Regions from separate parts of the Mus musculus genome. Here region 1 is linked to region 2. The links are chromatin contacts, called in public promoter capture Hi-C maps. All regions are on one chromosome and are shown on one strand. The core of a region is the stretch at or near the end of the contact, and the rest is flanking DNA. Distances in the headings are between cores, read along the strand shown.

Evidence for each region. Promoter capture Hi-C pulls out the DNA fragments that hold promoters and counts their contacts.
Region 1: a promoter capture Hi-C map of hippocampal neurons shows a contact between it and region 2, with 5 times the contacts expected there. The contact joins the enhancer-like site here to the promoter of Cacng7 in region 2. A contact is called at or near these places in 5 of 39 promoter capture datasets (the 3T3-L1 cell line, the SN4741 cell line, hippocampal neurons and 1 more), 9 of 484 Hi-C or Micro-C datasets (the G1E-ER4 cell line, adipose-derived mesenchymal stem cells, bone marrow-derived macrophages and 5 more), 3 of 115 datasets of contacts at active chromatin or transcription factors (all in embryonic stem cells) and 1 of 9 other capture datasets (adipose tissue).

Annotation. Positions count from the first base shown.
Region 1 is chr7:3,573,147-3,577,534 of GRCm38.p6, reverse strand. No RefSeq gene overlaps it. Among named protein-coding and RNA genes, the nearest start is that of Oscar, 41 kb to the left of the region's middle. Within about 2 kb of position 3,119, at least 20 of the 459 cell types and tissues checked have an H3K27ac peak or open chromatin away from gene starts, as enhancers often do. A contact at or near this core is called in the G1E-ER4 cell line, hippocampal neurons and trophoblast stem cells, where this site is marked.
Region 2 is chr7:3,330,122-3,334,075 of GRCm38.p6, reverse strand. It overlaps Cacng7 (calcium channel, voltage-dependent, gamma subunit 7), which reads right to left and starts at 1,251. Exons shown (of 6, transcript NM_133189.5): 1 at 1,040-1,251. It overlaps Prkcg (protein kinase C, gamma), which reads right to left. Exons shown (of 18, transcript NM_011102.4): 18 at 2,977-3,930. The coding sequence ends at 3,742.

The DNA.
Region 1 (4,388 bases), core at 1,870-4,369, 240 kb before region 2:
TTGTTACCCGCTGAGCCATCTTGCCAGCCCCAGCTTTGGTATGTTAAATACGCAAGTCAGCCCTTTGTCCAGGGTCTGAAACCCAAGAGACCCCATCTTCATCTCCTACAGACACCCCCAACTCCTAAGCCTTATCTAAGTTAGGTTTCTATGTATGAGTTTGGAGGAATAAACATGCAGAACAAAGCATTATCTTGTATCTGATGTTAAGAGAAGTTTTCAGGAGCTGGAGAGATGACTCAGAACTTAGTTCTGTTCCAGTAGACTTGAGTTCAGTTCCCAACACTATGACAGGTGACTCACAACTGCCTGTCACTCCAGTTCCAGGGACTCCAATGCTCTTTTCTGTCCTCCCCAAGTATCCACACATGTGCCATTAACCCACACAGACACTCACATACAAATAGTTTCTATGTATTAAAAGTTATTCTTTGAGCATTTCATACATGTAGACAATGAAATATGGCAACATCGTCACCAGCTTTCCCCAGATCATTCCAACATAGCTTCCTCCCAAATTTATGCTTGCTCTCTCATACACTTCGCTCTCTCTCTCTCTCTCTCAATAGTTTATTATCTAGTTACTGTTCTACAGCTGCAAAGAGACACTGTAACCAAGGCAACTATCATAACAGAAACATTCAGCCAGCCAGGTATCCATGGTGGCTGCAGCCTTTAATCCCAACACTGGTGAGGCAGAGGCTGGAAGATCTCTTGAGTTTGAGCCAGCCTGGTCTACAGAGTTTCAGCCAGGAGTACACAGAGAAACGCTGTCTCAAAAGCCCAAAAAAACAAAACAAACAAAAAAAAGATTGATTTAATTAGGAGCTTGGTTACAGTTTTAGAGAGTTAACTCATTATCAGCTTGGCAGGAAGCATGGCAGCAGGCTTGGAAGATATGATGCTGAGGAAGTAGTTGAGATCTACACCCTGATCTAAGAGAGAGAGAGAGAGAGAGAGAGAGAGAGAGAGAGAGAGAGAGAGAGAGAGAGAGAGAGAAGAGCTACTCCTGGTGTGGGCTTTTGAAACCTCAATACCCAGCCAGGGACATACTTCTTTCAACAAAGCCTCACCTCCTAAGCCTTCTAATTCTTGCAAAAGGTTCCACTCTCTCGTGGCTATGCATTCAAATATGAACCTATAGGGCCTGTGGCCTGTGATGGTTTGAGTAAAAATGGCGCCCATAGACTCATGGATTTGAATGCCTAGTCATCACGATTAGGAGATGTGGCCTTGTTGAGGTAGGTAAGGCCTTGTGGGAAAAAGTGTGTCATTGGAGATGGGCCTTGAAGTTTCAAAAGGCCCAAGCCAGGCCCTGTTTTTCTTTCCCTACATGCTGCTTACAGATCACTGTATAGATCTCAGCTACTTTTCCAGCATCACATCTGCCATGCTTGCTGACATGCTTCCTGCCCTGATGACAATGGACTACGCCTTTAAAATGGAAATCAAGGCCCCAGTTAGATGCTTTCTTTTATAAGAGTTGCACTGGGAACGATGTTTCTTCCAAGCAACAGAACACCGACTAAGACAAGACCATACATATTCAAACCACCATACCCACTATATCAAATTAGTGCTGCCCATATGCCCATGGGTATGTGGTCATTCACTGAATCATTGTACTGGCTTGGCCTGATGCTGCTTGCATCCTAATCCTAATCCTGGCTCCTCAAGACCTGGTTGCCCCAGAGACGAGAGAATCCACACATAGACCCAAGTGACACTATGTGACTTTGCCCCCAACTTATTTCTGATTGGTGAATAAAGATGCAAACAGCTAATAGCTAGGCAGAAGAGACATAGGCAGGGGTTATGGTTTCTGGGCCTAGGGGCCTGAGAAGAACCATGAGGGGGAGAAGGTGAGGAGAAAGGGAAAGACACCATGGGTCAAGAAAGCATGGCCCTGAGGCTGGCAAATTGGAGTTACTCTGGCCCAGATGAACCAGAGTAAGTAATAATTCAGGGTTTCGATAGGAACCAGATTTTAATAGCATAGAAGGTAGATAACTGCCCAGATCTAGTGCCAATTAAGGCTTATTGTAAATATAAGGTGGTGTGCGTCTTTTATCCAGGAACTAAATGGTCAAAGGTGGAATAGAAACCCCAGATGAGGATTAAAACTTTCTGCAAGCATGAGCAATCTACCAGTCTCCATACCCACTAAAAGAATGAATCTCTAGGGCTGGAGAGACGGCTCAGTGGTGGAGCACTTGTTGCTCTTGCAGAGGACCAGGGTTCTGCTCCTACAATCATCTGCAACTCCAGTTACAGGGGATCTAAAGCCCTCCTCTGACCTCCCAGAGCACCAGCCACACATATGAGCTACATGAAGGCAAAACACTCATACACAAGAATAAAATAATGCCATTTCATTTTGTTTTTCTGTTTTGTTTTTTTGTTTTTTGAGACACGGTTTCTCTGTAGTTCTAGCTATCCTGGAACATACTCTGTAGACCAGGCCAGCCTCGAACTGACAGATATCCACCTGCCTTTGCCTCCTGAGTGTTGGGATAAAAGGCACGTTGCCACCAAGGCCTGGCTAAACAAATCTTACAAAATATAAAAAAGAACAATTCTCCTTTTCCCCAGCGACTATAAACTGCTAATAAATAGTTCCATGGTTAGAGGCAGGACCTCAACTCCTCCCCTATACATTCTTGAGATTTGACTGGCTTGGTCTTGGGTAGGTAACCATAGCTGCTGTGAGTTGATGACTGCAGTCCCCACTTTCTGTTCATCACATGTGTGCCTTGTGCCCAAGGTCAGAAAAGAGCCTCTGATTCCCGGAACCTGAGTTATGGAGGCTGTTAGCAGTAGGGGCTGTTGACTGAATCTGGGTCCTCTGCAACAGCAGCCAGTGCTCTTAACCACTGAGCCATCTCTCCAGCACCCGCTTCTCACTTTCTTAGTAGAGACTTCTGACCATTATCACGATATCCTCTGGTTGTCAATTTGCAGTTAAAAAAAAAATCATAAAATTTGTGTCACACATTACAGGAACTTGGATTGGGATTGTGTTAGGTGACGGCTGGTTCCTCCAGGGGATAGGAGCAAAGGTTGATAACAGTCTGAATCTCTTCCTTTGAGGTTCCTGTTGTCTCCTGCAGGGAGGTGGCACTGTTGCTGCACTTCTGAAGCTGGGGTTGGAAGGGAGACCGGTTTGTACTGTCTGGAATACAGTCAGTTACAGTCCCCCTCGTCTCATTGTGAATCATTCGTCTCCTTTCTCCCAGAGAAGAACCTAAAATTTTCTCTTGACCAATATACTTTTAAAGAAAAGCTCCAGTATTCTTCTAGGTTGAGAGAGGGTTAATAGATTTATTATAAACTGGCTGGTGGTGGAACAGGCCTTTAACCTCAGTGCTCAGGAAGACAGACAGATCTCTGAGTTCCAGGCTAACCTGGCCTATACAGAGCCAGTTTCAGGATAGCCAGGACTACACAGAGAAAATCTGTCTTGAAAAACAAACGAACAAACAAATCTAGGCTGAAGTAAGAAAGGGATCCCATGGGCATATTATTAAACTGCCTTTCTGATGTTCATATTTAATAGAGCTATACTCAATAGTGCGAGGGAAACTTCTCCACAGTAGTCAGCGATGAATGTAAAGATGCTGAGAATAAATGACTATTGAGCACCCTAGATGGGACATTTATATCACTCCCGCCCCAACCAAGGCTTGAGGAACACCAGATAGGATAGATAGAACGCCAGAGTCTGAGGACAGATGGGCATGGTACAACCTTCAGGATGTGACATTGCCGTGAACTCATTGCAGCTGTGGCTATTAGACAAAATCAAGCCTGCAGGATTACTCAACATTCCAACAATTAGCACGGACTGGACTCAGTGGGTGTCTTGGGGTTACTGCCGTTGTGATGCGATACCAGAGCAAAAGCACCCCAGGAGGAAAGAGTTTATATGGTTTACATTTCTAGAGTCATAGCTCACTGAGGGGCGCCAAGGCAGTACTGAGACCAGGCAGAACCTGGAGGCAGGAGAAGCTTACTGGCTTGCTCCTCATGACTTCCTCAGCCCGCTTTCTTATAGAACCCAGGACCAACAGCTCAGTGGGTGGCACTACCCATGGGATCACTCAGACGCTGACTCCATGGCAGTCTTCAATCTGGTAGGTCAGGAGACTAGACCTAAACATTTGTTTCCCAGAACTAGACAAATCCAGGCAAGTCAGTTATTGGAAAAACCCTAGGCCTCAGGCAGCCAATCAGAAACTGCCTCACCATCAGAGGCTGCCCACCACCTGGCCTCAGGCAGCCAATCAGAAACTGCCTCACCATCAGAGGCTGCCCACCACCTGGCCTCAGGCAGCCAATCAGAAACTGCCTCACCATCAGAGGCTGCCCACCACCTGGCCTCAGGCAGC
Region 2 (3,954 bases), core at 2-2,501:
CAAAGTTTGAGACACCTCCCCCAAACATTTTCCCAATATGCAATTAAGACATGAGACTCTACTTGGCTCCATCAGAATTCTGTAAGCTTTTGGATTCTACTCCATCCCAATAAAGACCATAGAATCAGAGTCACCACTTACATCCTGGGGTTCTTAGGTCCAGAACCCCTCACTTTCAGCCCCAGCCTCGTGGAGGACCCAAAGATCTAGATTTAACAGAGCTGTCTAGCTTTTCTTCCCATCCCCCTTCAAGTGGCTCTGGGGCTTGACCGCCAGCTGCCTGCTCTGCTTTCAGTACTCAGCTCATACAAGCATTATCTACCCAATCACCGGACTGTCTTGGTCTGGGGAGCTGACCTCAGCCTTCGGGTCTGCTCCTCCTACTAGACTAGCAGTTGGGGAGCTGGACCTTTCCAATTCCCCTCACTTCTTACATTAATCCCATTCCTTCTCACGTCCAGTTCATCTTCTTTCTACCTGACCCACACAGCTCTTTATTCTGCTGCCATTCCACCTCTGGGACACCCCCACCTCCACCATCACCAGGCCTGGAATCTCCTTCTGATTGATCCTTTACGCCAGCGTTTCCGCGATCTGGATATCTGAATGGCTCAAGTGCCATTCCTCAAAGCCCAAGTCCAAACTCCATCTCCCTTCGATATCCTTGGAGTCCGTAACTCTCCGCTTTATTTAGGACCCTTTCCCAGACTCACGGCTTGCTCTTACCGGCCTGGGCCCTCCTCCTTCGTCGTGATCCGCTTCCTCAAAGACCCCGCCTAGAGCCTACCCAGTGGCGACGGTCTCTTAACTCTCAAACACCGAGTTTGTTTTCTTACTCTCGGACCCTCGGACCCCAGGTCCTCCGGGATCCACCAGGCCCAAATGTTCCTCTATCCGCCAAAACCTTCCCAAATTCAACATTGAAATCCTCAGGATCCCATACCTGGAGCCCCTCTAACCTCCCCCGAGCCCCAATTCCGGCTGAGAGTGGTCTAGCTCGGAGCCCCCTTGCCTCACCGGACCCTCCCCTCGCTCTTACCTCTCTCAGGGCTGGGCGGACGCTCCGGGCCGCGGGCCCCGCAGCCGCATGACCGGCCCCGCGGTTTTCCCCGGCCGCCGCTGCCGCCACCGGGGTCTCCGGTGCCCGCGCCCCCCGCCCCCGCCCCCGAGCCCGGCGTCCCGGCCCCCTCCGGGCCTCCCACCCCCCACCCCCCTCGCCCGCGGCCTCACTCAGCGGACGCAGCCGGGAGCAGGGACCAGCGGCCGCTCATTGGCTAATGCGGAGGAGGGGAGGGGCGGGAAGGGAGGGAGAAGGATGCAGCGAGGGAATGAGATGAGCCTTCAGGATGGGGGGAAGGCAGGGAGGCAGGCAGGGAGGGAGAGAGAATAGAAACAGAGGCAGAGAGCCCAAGAAGGAGAGAGAGAGCAAGAGCGAGAGCGAGAGCGAGAGAGCGAGAGAAGAGAAAAGAGAGAAGAGAGAAGAGAGAAGAGAGAAGAGAGAAGAGAGAAGAGAGAGAGAGAAGAGAGAAGAGAGAGAGAGAGAAATATTTTCTGGAACTCACGCGTCCTGAGACTAGAAAAGACAGACAGAAAAGAGGAGACAGAGATGGAGTAGTTTCAGGTGTCCCCACCCCCACCACTCCAGCGGCTCAGAGATTTTGAGGCCCTGGGAGTAGAGAGGTCAGAGAGCCCCAAAATCCAGGCAAGGAGAGCTCAGAGGCCTTGGACCAAAGGAAACTGAAATCCAGGGACCTTAAGCTTGTAGGAGATGGGATGGGGAAATAGAAAAATAGAGAGAAATAGACGAGAGAGAGAGAGAGAGAGAGAGAGAGAGAGAGAGAGAGAGAGAGACTGACTTTCTGAGGAGAGACAGCAGGGGCAAGCCAGGATGGGATATCCCCCTGACGAGGACTGGGGCTGTAGCCAGGCAAGGGGCGGAGCCTGGGGGTCTGGGCAGCTGAAGAAGGCGGGAAGGGGCGTCCCGGGCCGGGTCCCTAGAGCAGCTGGCGGGCAGGCGCAGAGCAGAGCCGGGTCCTGCAGCCGCCGCGGAGCTGGGAGCGGGGCCAGCACCCCCCCCCCCCGCCGTGATGTCAGCGGGGCCACTCTTAAAGGGGCAGGCTGCCCGCCGAGGGTCGAAACTTGGACTGGGGCTTTCAGGAACGTGATAAGAGTACAGGAGAGGTGATACCAGAGAAAGGGGTAACCTCAGCCTCCAGTTGGAGTGAGACTCGAAGATCCGGAGGAGAGATGCCAGGCCTTCAAAGGAACCTGCTAAGCTTTTGAGGTTCTGTCCCCTCCAAACACACTGACAGGGGCACCATTCTGCTGGCTTGCCCGATCCAGAGACTACATTCCCCATCAGCCCTGGCGGCCAGAGGACAGCACCTGGGGAGGGGGGCAGGGTCTTCTGCGATGTCTGCTGGGAAACGTAGTCTTATCTTGATTGGTCCCCTTCACTCCCTGCTCTCCTCCACACGTACTTGCAAAGTGGGTCAGGGGAGAAAGAGGCCGGGAGGACGTTTCTGCCTGTCTTCTGCCTTGCTAACTGGTTCCCAAGCTTCCAGGTTCTGGTTCTCTCACCTTCTGTAACATGGGGTCCTTCTGAACAAGTCTGTCTCCCCACAGTAGGCTAGCTTTTCATATTTCTTACCAGGACTTCTCTAGATTCTGGTGTATGTTGTCTGTATCTGCACTTTGCTCTGGGTGAATATGAGTGTGTGGTAACTGGGTGGAGGGTCGATCACTTGCTGACACACTGGTCAAGGGTTATTCATTGAGTATGTTACCAATGTGGTCACATCGGTCTTCTCAGAAAAAACGGTTTGCATGGCGCTCTCATGCAAAAGTTGTCTTCTCTTTTTATTTTACAGGTCTGTGCATTTTCTCTCCACCACCCCCCATGTTTGTTTCTATGTACAGCCAGCCCACCTCCGCACCCACTTCGCCCCCTAAGCTTTACAAGAAAACATCCAAACATTTTAGCATCAGCATCCCAAATTTATTCTCCAGCAGCTGTGTCTGGGTGGGAGAGGATAAAGGAAGGGGGTGGGGAATGAGAAAGTCCCAGAAAGTTGCAGGCACTGCGGAGGACAAGGGCTGTGTGTGTGTGTGTGTGTGTGTGTGTGTGTGTGTGTGTGTGTGTGATTCCGACCAAGGCTGGAGCCATGCACGGGGCAGGTGAGCATTGAGGGATTCTGGAACAAGTCTAGAACAAAAGCTGACTGAGAAAAGTAGGGGGAAAGAATTCTTGGTGCATGCCAGGAATCCCCAGAGCGTGGAAGGGAGGTGGTCTGGAACGCTGAGCCCAGACTCCCACTTAACTCTACAACTGAAGTGGAGGTAGGAGGAGCCTTGAAGGATGCGGGGAGCAGATCTGGAGTCTTAGTCTGGAGCAGGCAATCTCATGAGACTATTTTCCCCAGAATGGTCTAGGGAGAGAGAAGGCATAAACTACCAAGTGGGGTTTCTGGGAAGAGTTGGAACAGTATCCAGATGTTGGGGGTGGGGAAAATCAGGGCTCAGCACAACGGAATCTAGAACACAGAAAGGCTCTAGAGACTCTTTGAGTTTAAAATGCCAGCAATGCTGGGAAACAGCGTCTAGAACTCGTTGGGGTGCGTGAAAGAGGCCAGAAGGCTAGGTGGGTTAAGAGACCTAGAATTCGGACTAGAGAGGGTAGATGGGTGTTACAGCCGGCTTGGCGGAGGGAGCACTGGGGACACCTAGCGGCAGCAGATGAGATTACATGACAGGCACGGGCACAGGGCTTGTGGGGCTGCGGGCATCTGGGTGCACGAAGTCCGGGTTCACATAAGTAAAGCCCTGGAAATCAGCTTGGTCGATGCTGGCTAGAACCAAGCGGTCTGGCGGGGTCAGTGCTGGCGCTGCCCGCGTGAAGAACTTGTCAAAGTTTTCGCCACTGCGGCCACACTATGATACGAACGAAAGGAAAAT